Linked DNA regions of Sus scrofa: region 2 is linked to region 1. The links are chromatin contacts, called in public HiChIP or PLAC-seq maps. All regions are on one chromosome and are shown on one strand. The core of a region is the stretch at or near the end of the contact, and the rest is flanking DNA. Distances in the headings are between cores, read along the strand shown. Region 1 holds the start of ZFYVE19 (abscission/NoCut checkpoint regulator). Region 2 holds the start of C1H15orf57.

Region 1 (6,851 bases), core at 2,282-4,781:
GTTGGGTTCATTACTGCTGAGGCACAATGGGAACTCCAAGATAGAGCCTCTTGAAGAATGCAGAAGGGAGGCAGGAAGGCACCCACTCACTGCTTCCCACTCAAATCATTTCTAGGCAGATAAGGAGGCCTTCAGTGGACATTCTTCTGTGGCCCTCGCTCATGGCACCCTGCACCCTAACCCAGCCAATGAGCAGGAGGGTCTAGCTGAGAAGGCGAGGTCTATTAGGAACGTTTTGTGGAGAAAGGACTGAGGAGCTGCTTTCTGCACCCAAAAGGGCAGTCAGGAGCCTGAGAGATACATATTTTCCTGACCCTGTGCTCATTTGATCTAGAGGCTGAGAAGAGAGTCCTACCCTAGAGCTCCCTTGTCCTTTCCCCACCCCCATTTGTCTCTGTCCCTTTAGCACTTACTTCTTATAGTTCTGAGGTGGTGACCACTTGGAGGCATTGGCAGGAGAAGATCCTCTATAGAGAAGAAATCTGGTGTCAGAAGCCACCTGCCATCTGCCTATCAGTGCCCCCCACCCCAAACACTTCCTGGGCTGACCTCTAGACACGGAGCATGAGGCTGCAAGGCCTTGCCAGCTGCCTGCTTCCATGCTTGGCTGAACCCTCACCTGTGTTGGTTTCTCACCTGGTCAGGACCTCATGGCACTGCTTGCAGACTTTCTGTTGCGTGTTTCCAGCCCGGGGCACCACTGCACTGAAGCTAAGGCAGCCGGAACAGAACGCCCGGCCACAGTTCTTACAGCCGTACTACAAGAAACATGAAGCAGGGGGTCCACCTCTCACTCCCCCCTGCAGGCTCCTCCCTGGAACTCTCTGAACACACACACAGAACAGGCACTGAAACTGTAACCAGCTGCTGAGAGGAGAGGAGTGGGGCCCCTAAGGCCTGGGGAGAGACAGGGGTGGAGGGTAAAGCAATTCCTCAGTCTCCAGTCTTCCATTCAAATCAGGTAAAGCTTCATGCAAAATTCTCATGCTTTCTCCTCTAATTCCCTGACATTGGGGTGCAGAAGACAAACAGGCAAAAGACCATGCTTCAGGTCACTGACTCTTCAGCAAAGGAGCAATAAAGTGCAGAGTCCATGCCTTCTCTGCTCTAGCAGAGATGGAGGGCGGCTTGACTAGGATGGGATGGTAACAAAAGCCTCCATTATTAAGCACCTATTGTGTGCCAGGCTCTAAGCTCAGTACTCAACGTTCATCACATAATTTAATTCTGACAATTTACACACACTATCTTACTTAATCCTGATGATCACCATTCTTATTCTATTGGGATAATAGGAAGGGATCAGCAAAGTTACATGACTTGTCCAAAGCAAGTTCACCCCATGAATGACAGCAGAGCTCAAATTTGAATTCTGATCACTTTGACTCCAAAACCCAGGTTTCTGAGGGCCACACGGATCTACTTCACCACCTGCTATTCATTCATCCTATCTGGTCGCAATGGAGGCAGAGAAAGCCTGCAGTTTACCAGAGGAACTTGACAGGTCAGTGCTGAGGACAAGTGAGATTCTGCCATGGTGCCCTGGGGGCAGAAGATAAGGTGGTAATCTAACTCAAGAAAGCAGGGAAGGCTGCTTGATGGTGAAGGTTTCAGAGCAGAGAAAAAAAACGGGCATGGTGTGATGGAGAGGTCAGTCACAGAGCATTAACTAAAGTCCAGGCTTCAGATGGGTAGGCTAGAGAGAAGGAAACAGCTGAACCCTACACTTGGTGGACAGAAAAACCTAGCTTTCCAAAAATGACAGGGGTTCGCTTCACAGTTTACAAAGAACTATCACCTCCTGGACCTCACTGGACCCTCGCATCAACCCCAACGGAGTGTTAACTTCATTCTACAGAAACGGAAACTGAAGCTGAGTGGCTTCATCAAAATCAGACAGGTGGAAATTTTCCGTAAAACCAAGAATGCAAGTCCTATGCATTTCCCTCCTCTCTGCGTCCTCCTTGGCCCTCTAGACCCCCGGGGAGAGAAGACTCGCCTCCTTTTTGAAGATGGTGAACTTGACAGCGCAGCCGTAGCACCTACTCTCCATCCTGGTTCCCGGCGTAACAGGGTCTGCAGAGTTGATTTCTTGTGAGTCAGGTCCAGAAGCCCTAGGACCTTCGCCCAGCCCCGCCCCTGCTTCCCCACGCCCACTTGCGCGCGAGAGCCAAGGCCTCGGAGCAAGGAATTACGACAGTCACCCCTGCGGGAGAGCAGTAGTGGCGTGCGCGGACGCTGCTGGGAGTCGTAGTTCTTTCACCCCTGCCAACTTCTCTCAGAGGCAGTCAAGCCTGGCTGGCCCAGATCACGACATTTCCCAGGGGGCTAAGCGCCATTCAGCTGGCTTGGGATCCAACTGTCCCCGGTCCCGACACGCTTAGACTCCTGGGAGTTGTAGTACTAATCCAGTCAGGATTGGAACCATGGCGGTGACCAAAGAGCTCTTACAGATGGATCTGTACGCGCTGCTAGGTATCGGGGAGAAGGCGGCGGACAAAGAGGTGAGAACTGGAGCGAGGAGGGCCGTTCCCGAGCGACCTGGCGACTCTTCCGGTCTTGGCCTCTCTCCCGAGGCTGGCACCACCAGCTTTCCAGGTTCGACCCGGCCCTGGGTGTTTGGCAACGAGGGGTCGGCCCGACGGCCTCAGAAGCGGGTTCCGAGACCTTTCCTAGTGGTCTGAGGACTTCATGAGGAAGAGAGAGCACAGGAAGGAGGTTCTTTGAGTGGAGTACGGTACTGACGTCTCCCCGTGGCCCTTGTCTAAAGGAGGCGGCATAGCCAGCCAGGCGGGCAATCTTTGCTTCCTCACTGCGCCTGCGCAATGTCAGCTTCTGATTCTGCTACACTGTGCAGACGTGAGTCATTCATTCTCTCCAGCAGGTTGATTTAACTTCGCTTAGAGCCTAGGAGAGGACAGGTCTTAAGGCTTCTCCATTCCCTCTTCATCCCCTCCTTGGCAGTGTGACCTATGACTCTGCCATCTCTGTTTTCTTTTACACCCCAGCCCATTGACTCTTCAAGTAGCAGTTGCTCAGGTGTTGTCCTCTCAGCATGTTCTAATGGGTCAAAAGCAGGATCAGAAGGGTAAGGCAAATGGCCTGGAATTCCACAGGAAGGTGTTGATAAATGCGCGAGAGGAGTTCCCACTGTGGCACAGTGGGTTGAGAATGCCACTGCAGCGGCTCAGGTCGCTGTGGAGGTACGGGTTTGCCTCCAGGCCAGGCACAATGGGATAAAGGATCTGGCGTTGCTGCAGCTGCCCTGGGAGGAACTTCCATATGCTGTGAGTGCAGCCATTAAAAATTAAAATAGGGGAGTTCCCGTGGTGCCTTAGCGGAAACGAATCTAACTAGCATCCATGAGGACGCAGGTTTGATCCCTGGCCTCGCTCAGTGGCTTAAGGATCTGGCGTTGCTGTGGGCTGTGGTATAGTTCACAGATGCAGCTTGGATCTGGCGTTGCTGAGGCTGTGGCATGGACCCCTAGCCTGGGAAATTCTATATGTCATGGGTGTGGCCCTAAAAAAAAAAAAAAGATTAAAAAAGGAAATTTCCATTGTGGCTCAGCAAGTTATGAACCCGAATAGTATCCATGAGAATGAGGGTTGATCCCTGCCTTCCCTCAGCGGATTATGGATCTGGCGTTGCCATGAGCTGTGGTGTAGGTAGCAGGTGCAGCTTAGATTCTGCATTGCTGTTGCTATGGTGTAGGCCAGCAGTTGCAGCTCTGATTCGACCTAGCCTAGGAACTTCCATATGCTGCATGTGCATAAAAAATAAAATAAAAAGCAAAAAATATGTATATAATAATTTTTTATTTATTTTTATTTTTATTTATTTTTTATTTTTTGTCTTTTTGCTATTTCTTTGGGCCGCTTCCGCGGCATATGGAGGTTCCCAGGCTAGGGGTCGAATCGGAGCTGTAGCCACTGGCCTACGCCAGAGCTACAGCAACGCAGGATCTGAGCCGAGTCTGCAACCTACACCACAGCTCACGGCAACGCCAGATCGTTAACCCACTGAGCAAGCGCAGGGACCAAACCCGCAACCTCATGGTTCCTAGTCAGATTCGTTAACCACTGCGCCACGACGGGAACTCCAATAATTTTTTAAAAATATGCCAGAGTGGGACACTGATCAAGCTGCAATTAAGATTTCTACTACTTTCCCCTGGATTGTCATGGTAGTTGTAGCAATGTGGGAAAGGGTGGCAGGTGATTCATCAGATGGAAATTAATGCCTACAAATGCCCATGTACTTTTAGGTGGCTCTGCTCATAGGCTGAGTGAGCTTGTGAGAAGAGGAAGCTCTGGGGCAAAAGAGCAAGGGGACCGATAAGGCCCTTGAGGAGGGTTGCTGTCAGCCTGCACAGAACTGTTTCCTACAGCTACAGCTGAAATTAGAAGTGGGCCATGGGGACATGCATAGAGCACCAAATGCATCTGCTATACCTGTCTCATAAGGCTTACAATTTCACTGTTAATAATTCCTAACACCCATATAATATGTGCTGGACACTATTCTAAGTGTTCTACGTTTGTAAATCTTTAATTAGAGCTTCATTAATAGTGAGAAATTACTGCAGACATTTCACACCAGATCCAACCAGTGTGTTTGAACCTTGAAGTTGAGAACTCCTAAAGAAGGCAGTTGTGAGCCATTAATGTGTGTGTGTGTATATATAATATTTATTTATTTATTTTTGGCCAAACCTGAAGCATATGGAAGTTCCTGGGCTGGAGTTGAATCTGAGCTGCAGCTGTAAACCATGCCATAGCTGTGGCAATGCTGGATCTTTAACCCCCGGTGCCAGCTGGAGATCAAACTGGTGTTGCCCAGAGCCAATGCTAGATCCTTAACCTACTACATCACAGTGGGAACTCCCGCTGATGTATATATTAATCAGAGAAGTGACATAGATTTTAAAGAAATTATTCGGAGTTTCCTGGTGGTGCAGTAGGTTAAGGATCCAGCACTGTCACTGATGTGGCTTTGGTCACTGCTGTGGCGTAAGTTCAGTCCCTGGCCTGGAAATTTCTGTATGCCATAGGCATAGCCAAAAGGAAAAAAAAAATTCAATGTCAGTGTGCAGAAAGGATTGGAGTGGGGGGCAGGTGGAGGAGCTGCTGCTAGGGGATCAGGTGGGAATGTTGTCGACACAAGAGACCAAGGTCTAAGCAGCACAATGAAGTTGGGATCCAGTTTTCACCCAGATGAGATAAGGGATATGTGAGAAGGCACTTCAGAAAAGATAACAGGTGCTGCTCTGGCTTTTTAGTAGGGGATGCAGAACTATAATACAAGGCAGAATATAAGTTCCTTAAGAGGAATACAGATAAAGTGCTGTGCATGTTCAGAGTAGGCTGAGGTTGCTTCTAGTTTGCGAGATGGGGTGAGGGAAATAGAGAAGGCATTTGATGCCTTGAAGAATGGGTAGAGTTTAGATGTGTGGAGATGGAGGGAGGGTATTCTGAGAAAGGGGAGAGTGTGCATAGTCTAATTTGTACGGAGCACAGGCCAAGAAGAAAGGGTATAAGAAGATAAACCTTGAAAAGTAGGTTAGGGAAGTTCCCATTGTGGTGCAGTGAAATGAATCTGACTAGTATCCATGAGGATTCAGGTTTGATCCCTGGCCTGGCTCAGTGGGTTAAGGATCCAGCATTGCCGTCAGCTGTGGCTCAGATCCTGCATTGCTGTGGCTGTGGAGTAGGCCAGCAGCTGCAGCTCCAATTTGACCCCTGGCCTGGGAATTTCCATGTCATGGGTGCAGCCCTAAAAAGCAAAAAAAAAAAAAAAAAAAAAAAGTAGGTTAGGGCCTCTGGGTACACTGATTAGCTCCGTGGTAACACATGCTTTTTGGTAGAGAGCAAAGGATTTAGGGTCTGGAATCCTCTCTTCTTGTTTCAGTGCTTGTCATAGTCTCTAGAGGCACTGGCGGACCAAAAAATATTTAAAGTATATGCAAAGAAGGCCTCCTAAACTTTGATTTTCTGGTCTAGGAGTTCTTATTTTGGGTCCAAAGAAAGATGCCAAGAACTAAGTAAATTTGTGTATTTATTTTGGAGGAGTAGAGGTAATTCTTATCCAAAAAAAGTTATCTAGGTCAACCTTCTGTGTAACTGATGGTGAAACTGAAACTCAGAGCAGGTGGTAGATGACAAAATGGGAACTAGAATCAGATCCCCTGATGCCCAGCCCAGGTTGATCCCCTTCCACTGTGTCCCTCTGGCTGTACAGCTAGTGGTGGTGGGCACCAACACCAAATTCACCTCTCATTCAGACCACTTCTCTGAATCCCCAGTCTGTGTATCCATCTGCCTCTCCATTTGGATGCTTCACAGGAGTCTAAATCTTACTACATCCAAAATGAAATTCTTAATCTTCTCTCTCCGTACTTGCTCCTTCCTTGAACTTCTCCTTCTCAGTAATTGGCACCACCATCCATCCACTTGAGAAGAAACCTGGAGTCATTCTTTTTCTTTCTGGTTTTTTTTTTTTTTTTTTTTTTGGCTTTTTGGGCCGCACCCTAAGCATATGGAATTTCCCAGGCTAGGAGTCTAATTGGAGCTACAGCTGATGGCCACAGCCACAGCAACGCCAGAATCCAAGCCATGTCTGCAACCTACACCGCAGCTCACAGCAATGCCTGATCCTTAACCCACTGCTCAAGGTCAGGGATTGAACATGCGTCTTCATGGATACTAGTTGGGTTTGTTTATGCTGAACCATGACAGGAACTCCTGGAGTCATTCTTCTTTTTTTTTTTTTCTTTTTAGGGCCGAACCCAAGGCATATGGAGGTTCCCAGGCTGGGGATCTAATCCAGGCTACAGCTACCAGCCTACGCCA
Region 2 (7,099 bases), core at 1,329-3,828, 240 kb after region 1:
CTCACCTCCATTCCAAAAAGATGACCCTGGTTGCAACATGGAGATGAGATTAGGTCTAGGCCCAGTTCGGTGTAGTCCTTGACCATGAAGGTTCTAATTTAAATATTCAGACACCATACAAATTTGAACATTTGCTAAACATCACTTGGCTCTAGACATACAGAGGTAAGAAAGACACAGTTCATGGTTTCATTGAAGGCCTAGGCTGGAAGAGGATACAAATAAAAAAAAACATGTGTACAGGGAGTTCCAGTTGTGGCGCAGTGGTTAACGAATCCGACTAGGAACCATGAGGTTGCAGGTTCGGTCCCTGCCCTTGCTCAGTGGGTTAACGATCCGGCGTTGCCGTGAGCTGTGGTGTAGGTCGCAGACGTGGCTCAGATCCTGTGTTGCTGTGGCCCTGGTGTAGGCTGGCGGCTACAGCTCCGATTAGACCCCTAGCCTGGGAACCTCCCATATGCCGGGGGAGCGGCCCAAGAAATGGCAAAAAGACAAAAAAACAAAAAAACCCAAAAAACCATAAACATATGTACAGGAATTCCTGTCGTGGCACAGTAGTTATCGAATCCAACTAGGAACCATGAGGTTGCAGGTTCTATCCCTGGTCTTGCTCAGTGGGTTAAGGATCCGGTGTTGCTGTGAGCTGTGGTGTAAGTTGCAGACGCAGCTGGGATCCGCGTTGCTGTGGCTTTGGTGTAGGCTGGCGGCTACAGCTCTGATTAGCCCCCTAGCCTGGGAACCTCCATATGCTGTGGAAGCGGCCCTAGAAAAGGCAAAAAGACCAAAAAAAAAAAAAAAAAAGTGTACAAATCACATTGTGGTTATAGCTGAGTCTAGAATAGAGGGATGCTGACTGCCCTCATGTGGCTTCCCAGTGTGAGCAGTCCTTAGGTAGGGAGAGACCACCAGGGCCTATGGTTTCAGCTTTGCAAGTCCAGAATCTGGTTTGGATTTATTCAACACACACAGTAATTACGCTCAGAGGACATGGTAAGGATGACTATTTGCTAAATTATAACTGTAACTTTTTTTTTTTTTTTTTTGGTCTTTTTAAGGCCGCACCCTTGGCATATGGAAGGTCCCAGACTAGGGGTTGAGTCAGAGCTGCAGCTGCTGGCCTATACCACAGCCACAGCAATGCAGGATCCGAGCTGCGTCTATAACCTACACCAGCTCATGGCAATGCCAGATGCTTAACTCACTGAGCAAGGCTAAGACTGAACCTGAATCCTTGTGGATGCTAGTAGGGTTCGTTACCTCTGAGCCACAACGGGAGCTCCATAACTGTAACTTTAAATTTTAAAAAAGTATTCAATTTTATACCAGTCACTATTTGTGCCTACTGTTAAAGTCATCCAAATCCTAGTATCAAGATATTTAAGAGGCCAAATTTGATCAAGAGTTTTTTGGGGGGTTTTTTGTTTGTTTTTTTGGTGAGCAGGAAATTAGAGAAAACTTCATAAGTTGAAAGACCATGAAGGAGCTCAATGAAGCACCAGTAAACCTATGACAATGATTCTTTTTATGAATCAGATACTGCCAAATTCATGTCACCAGGTTGGGTGGCAATTGGAAGACTCTGGGGATCCGCCCACTCTTGTATATTCCCTATGAATAAGCACTGCAAAATCTTGCCTATTATTTGCTCCTTTGTTTTCTAACCTTCTTGCTTTCCACTTCCTTCTGTTTGCCTGTTCTCTTTAAGAATGGTTATGTGAATAACAGGATACCTCATAGTTCCCTTCCACATGGTGGTGGTTATTACCACATAGCCACATTGATTGGCTTTGGACACATCTAGATACTATATCCTCAGTCATATTACTTCTATGGATAGTTGGCTGATGTCTTCCTCACATGTTTCTTTGGGAGAGAGAAACCAGCCCTGGAAATTGGGGATTGGGTTGGGAGGGTTGCATCTCAGCAAACTGATAACCCCTGAAGGATATCAAAGCCCATCTCCTTAAAAAAAAAAAGCCTTTTGATACATACCTTCCATGACCACTCTCTCCTTTATGTACTCTAGCCACAGTTCTATTTCTCTATAACTCTTTGCTGTTATTTATAAACATGCCTGTCTCCATGGCTCTTCATCCTAAACTGTAAAGCTGGGACCCATACCAAGTCTTAACTGTCTTCAATTCCCACTTAACACAATGCCTAGAACACAGCAGGAACTTGATGGCTAGTGACTAAATGAGAGAAAGTTTCGGTGAATGGGACATGGATCTCCCGTGATAGTAAGGAAAGTGATCCCCTCTATTCCCCAATCGAGGGGCAAAATTGCTCTAACTTGCCTATAGAAGGGCTCAAATTTTCGGAGACAAACACCAACTCAGAGAACTGCCGAGATTAACCTGCCCAGGGAATCAAGAAAAGTCAAGCCTTTGGAAACCGGGCTTCGCTATTCGAGCAGGAAACGTGGAATGCGCTGTCCTTGATTCTGGAAGGCACATATAAAAGCGGAATCAGCCCCGCCCCAGGAAAGACAGGGGCCCGGGGCGTGTTCTGCATCGTTTCCAGGCAACAACAGTCCCGCCCATCTGCTCTTCACTTCCTTACCCAGCGAGCTCCGCTCGACCAATAGACCAACAGAACATCGCCAGATTGGACGGTAGTTGGAGGACTCTGGGGGTCCGTCACCCCGGAGACTCCGCCCCCCCCATTTCTTCCCGGCTGCTAGAGACTGACCTGAGCTGAGCGTTTGCGGGTCGCTGGGCGGGTTGTTGCGGTAGGTGAAGAGGCGCGGGGGTGCCTATGGTTTTGTATCCCCGGCTCCGGCCGCATCCAGAGATACCACAGAGGGGCCGAGAGGCCTGACTCGTCCAGCCTTGCACGTCCTTCAGGCCGGAGTAAATGAGGCCCGGAATCTGGACACTAGAGTTCTCCGCATTGGTCTGGACCAGGAGACCCGGGCTCTGGTGCGAGCAAAGTTTTGGTTTGGGTGGGTTCAGACGACTTAGGGGTGGGGTTGGCGCTTCATTGTGGTCCTTGACATCAGTTCACCAGGACCTCCGTCACGTATTTGGCCCTTTTACTTCTGGGCCCTTGCGCTGGCAGGGCTCTCTCTCATGGAATTATTCAGACCTTTTTCCAGGCAGCCTTCCTAATCACAAAGGAGCCTCCAGAAAGCAAAGAAAAGAAAAGCGTCCGTTCATTCTACTAGACTAAATAGTTATGAAAGCCCCCAGGCTTTGTGGGTAACCCTTCCTACTTATCTCTGCTCAGGGTACTTTCAGTTAGTCCCCAACAGGCAGAGTGGGTAAAAACATGGCTTTTGGAGCCACACAGATCTAGTTTCCATTCAAGGATTCACTCTATCAGTAATGTGCCTTTGACAAGTTACCTTTCTGATCCTTAGTTTTTTCGTCTGTAAAATGATGAAAATATCTACCTCTTCGTCTTTCTTTCTTTGTCTTTTTAGGGCCCTACCCACAGCATATGGAGGTTCCCAGGCTAGGGGTACAATCGGAGGTGTAGTTGCTGGCCTACACCACAGCCAAAGAAACACCAGATCCAAGCCGAGTCTGTGACCTACACCACAGCTCAGGGCAACGCTGGATCCCACTGAGCAGGGACAGAGATGGAACCCCCAAGCCCATGGTTCCTAGTTGGATTTGTTTCTGTTATACCACCAGGGAGCTCCCTCTTTTTTGTATTTTTAGGGCCACACCCACAGCATATGGAAGTTCCCAGGCTAGGGGGAAAATTAGAGCTGCAGCTGTCAGCCTACACCACAGCTCACAGCAGTGCTGGATCCTTAACCCCTTGAGCAGGCCACAGACCAAACCTGCATCCTCATGGACACTAGTTGGGTTTGTAACTCACTGAGCCACAAGGAGAACTCTTAAAATTTCCATTTTTATTATTTATTTATTTATTTATTTTTATCTTTTGTCTTTTTAGGGCCACACCCTCGGCATATGGAGGTTCCCTGGCTAGGGGTCCAATCAGAGCTACAGTTGCTGGCCTACGCCACAGCAACTTGGGATCCAAGCCACGTCTGTGACCTACATGACAGCCCATGGCAATGCTGGATCCTTAACCCACTGAGCAAGGCCAGGGATAGAACCGTCAACCTCCTGGTTCCTAGTCGGATTCGTTAACCACTGAGCCACTATGGGAACTTCCTAAAAGTTCCATTTTAAAAAGACAAACTTCATTATGAAAACAACTTGTGTGCAGAGCCAGAAGAGCAAACCCATTGAGCAAACCCATTACCCTTTTGTCTCCTTTTTATATATAACATAAGAATATGATAGAAGACATTTTAAATTTTGTTAAGAGAATTTTTTTTTTTTTTTTTTTTTTTTTTTTTTTGCTTTTTAGGGCCACACCCACAGCATATGGAAGTTCCCAGGCTAGGGGTTGAATCAGAGCTACAGCTGCCATCCTACACCACAGCCACAGCAACTCAGGATCCAAGAAGAGTCTGCAACCTATACCACAGCTCACGGCAACACAGGATCCTCAACTCACTGAGCGAAGCCAGGGATTGAACCCACCTCCTCATGGATACTAAGTTGGGTTCATTACAGCTGTGCCACAACTGGGAACTCCAAGAGAGACATCCTTTTTTTTTTTTTTTTTTTTGTCTTTTTGCCTTTTCCAGGGCCACTTCCTGCTGCATATGGAGGTTCCCAGGCTAAGGTCCAATCAGAGCTGTAGCCACCGGCCTATGCCAGGGCCACAGCAACGGGGGGGGGGAGATCCGAGCCGCATCTGCGACCTACACCATAACTCATGGCAACGCCGGATCTTTAGCCCACTGAGCAAGGCCAGGGATGGAACCCGTAACCTCATGGTTCTTAGTCGGATTCATTAACCACTTCGCCATGACAGGAACTCCAAGAGAGACTTCTTAAAACGCTATTAACTTCCTTCCTAAGCCAGTCCTTATTCAATTGAACATCTGTTTTTCAGCTCAGATTCCAAATGAAAATGTTTGAGAGCGTTGACTCCACAACCACAAGATCTGGCCCTGATCTTTGGGCTGAAATCTGTTCCTGTCTGCCACATCCTGACCAAGAGGATGGTGCCAGCAATGCCTTCTCAGACTCCTTTATGGATTCTTACCCTGTAGGCACAGGCCAGAGGGAAGCCCCACACTTTCCTGAGCAGCCAGCTATAAAGCCTTGGGCTCCCTTGCAGGATTCAGAAGTGTATTTAGCGTCTCTAGGTAAGTTAGATGGCTTTCTTTTCTTCTTTTTTTTTTTTAATCAGAATCTGGCGATTTTAAGGAAGCATGTTGAAGTTCTGTTACATCAAACCTTGTTTTCTGTTCTTAAATTTTCTTTTTTTTTTTTTGGTCCTTAGCACATGTATTTGTCAGATGTAATTCTGGGGTGAGGGATTAGGTTGGTATTTGGGAAGGAGCCTCCCTTCCCTTGTACATCCCTTAAAACAGTCTTTGTCACCTCTTATCTCTGTTTTACTTAAATTTTTTTTTTTTTCTTTTTAGGACCACACCTCTGTGGCATGTAGAAGTTCCTGGGCTAGGGCTTGAATCAGAGCTGTAGCTGCTGGTCTATACCACAGCCACAGCAACTCGGGATCCGAGCTCAGTCAGCAACCTACACTCACAGCAACACTGGATTCTTAACCCACTGAGCGAGGCCAGGAATCAAACCTGCATCCTCATGGATACTTGTCGGGTTTGTTACCACTGAGCTACTACAGGAACTTCTGTTTTACCTAAATTCTGCTTCATTTATTCATTTATTCTATAGAATGCTCTTGTCAACTATTAGTCGCTCATATATTCAGATAACCCAAAAGTGTCAAACTTTAAGCCATTCTGAAAGAAAAGGTCATGACCCCAGAGCTACATGAGGATTTTTTTTTTTCTTTTTCGGCTGTACCCGAGGCATATGAAAGTTCCTGGGCTAGGGATCTAATCTGAGCCACAGCTGTGACACAATTCACAGCTGTAGCAATGCCTGATCCTATCCACAGCATTGGGCTGGGGATTGAACCAACGCCTCCACAGAGACAAGCTGGATCTCAACCCACTGTGCCACAGCTGGAACTCCTACATGAGGATTTTTGATGCTACATATGTAATAGATTGTTGGGATGGGAATATATTGAGAAAATTTATTCTGCCTCTTGTTAGCCATTTTACTTTTTAAATATTTCCTGAACACATTTCACTGTCCTGTCCTGCCCTTATGTGTAAGTATTTAGACTCCAAACACAGGAAAGAGATTTACATTGTCTCATGCTAGAGGAAAGAAAAATAGCAGTTTAGGGCCGTGATTGCCAGACTTCATTCCCATCATGGCTCAGCCATTTATAACCCGACTAGTATCCATGAGGATGCAGGTTCAATTCCTGGCCTTGCTCAGTGGGTTAAGGATCCGGCATTGCTGTTGCTGTAGTGTAGTTGGCAGCTGCAGCTCTGATTCAGCCCCTAGCCTGGGAACTTCCATATGCCACAGGTACAGCCCTAAAAAAATAAAATAAAAAATAAAAACATCTATTACAGAGAAAGACTAATATCATATCACTTATATGTGGAATCTAATAAAAATGATACAAAGAACTTATCTACAAATCAGAAACAGAATCACAGATTTTGAAATCAAATTTATGGTTCCCAAAGGGGAAACATGGGGGGGAAGGGATAAATTAGGAGTCTGGGATTAATATATACACATTACTATATATAAAACAGATTACAAACAAGGACCTACTGTGTAGCACAGGGAACTCTACTCAATATTCTGTAATAACCTGTATGGGAAAAGAATCTAAAAAAGAATGGGTATATGTATAACTGATTCACCTTGCTGTATACCTGAAACTAACACAACATTGTAAATCAACTATACTCTAATTAAAGTTTTAAAAAATCGATGGGATGCATTGGTGTGTCACAAAACAAACCTGGGAATAATTATTTGAGGAAGGAAAGGCAATTGAGGAAGAAGAAGCTTTTGAGGAAGAACAGAAAGAAGATTCAGAATAGAGTTTACATGATTGCCAAGACATTTCTTGGAAAAAACAAGAGGAATTTGATTAATGATGTACTGGAGGAAAAAGTTATAAGAAAAACATAGGTGGAATGATGGAAAATGAGAAAGATGAAGGTGTGATA

What was found. HiChIP or PLAC-seq counts read pairs in DNA pulled down with a chosen protein or histone mark.
Region 2: a contact with region 1 is called in an H3K27ac HiChIP or PLAC-seq map of alveolar macrophages. The contact joins the promoter of C1H15orf57 here to the promoter of ZFYVE19 in region 1. A contact is called at or near these places in 1 of 5 promoter capture datasets (liver) and 1 of 2 datasets of contacts at active chromatin or transcription factors (alveolar macrophages).

What each region holds. Positions count from the first base shown.
Region 1 is chr1:130,514,412-130,521,262 of Sscrofa11.1, forward strand. ZFYVE19 (abscission/NoCut checkpoint regulator) reads right to left here and starts at 3,532. Exons shown (of 12, transcript XM_001929402.5): 1 at 2,452-3,532; 2 at 2,000-2,076; 3 at 637-758; 4 at 414-467. The coding sequence starts at 2,053. DNAJC17 (dnaJ homolog subfamily C member 17) reads left to right here and starts at 2,314. Exons shown (of 11, transcript XM_001929383.4): 1 at 2,314-2,504. The coding sequence starts at 2,427.
Region 2 is chr1:130,750,529-130,757,627 of Sscrofa11.1, forward strand. C1H15orf57 reads left to right here and starts at 2,579. Exons shown (of 4, transcript XM_021097619.1): 1 at 2,579-2,731; 2 at 4,924-5,179. The coding sequence starts at 4,936.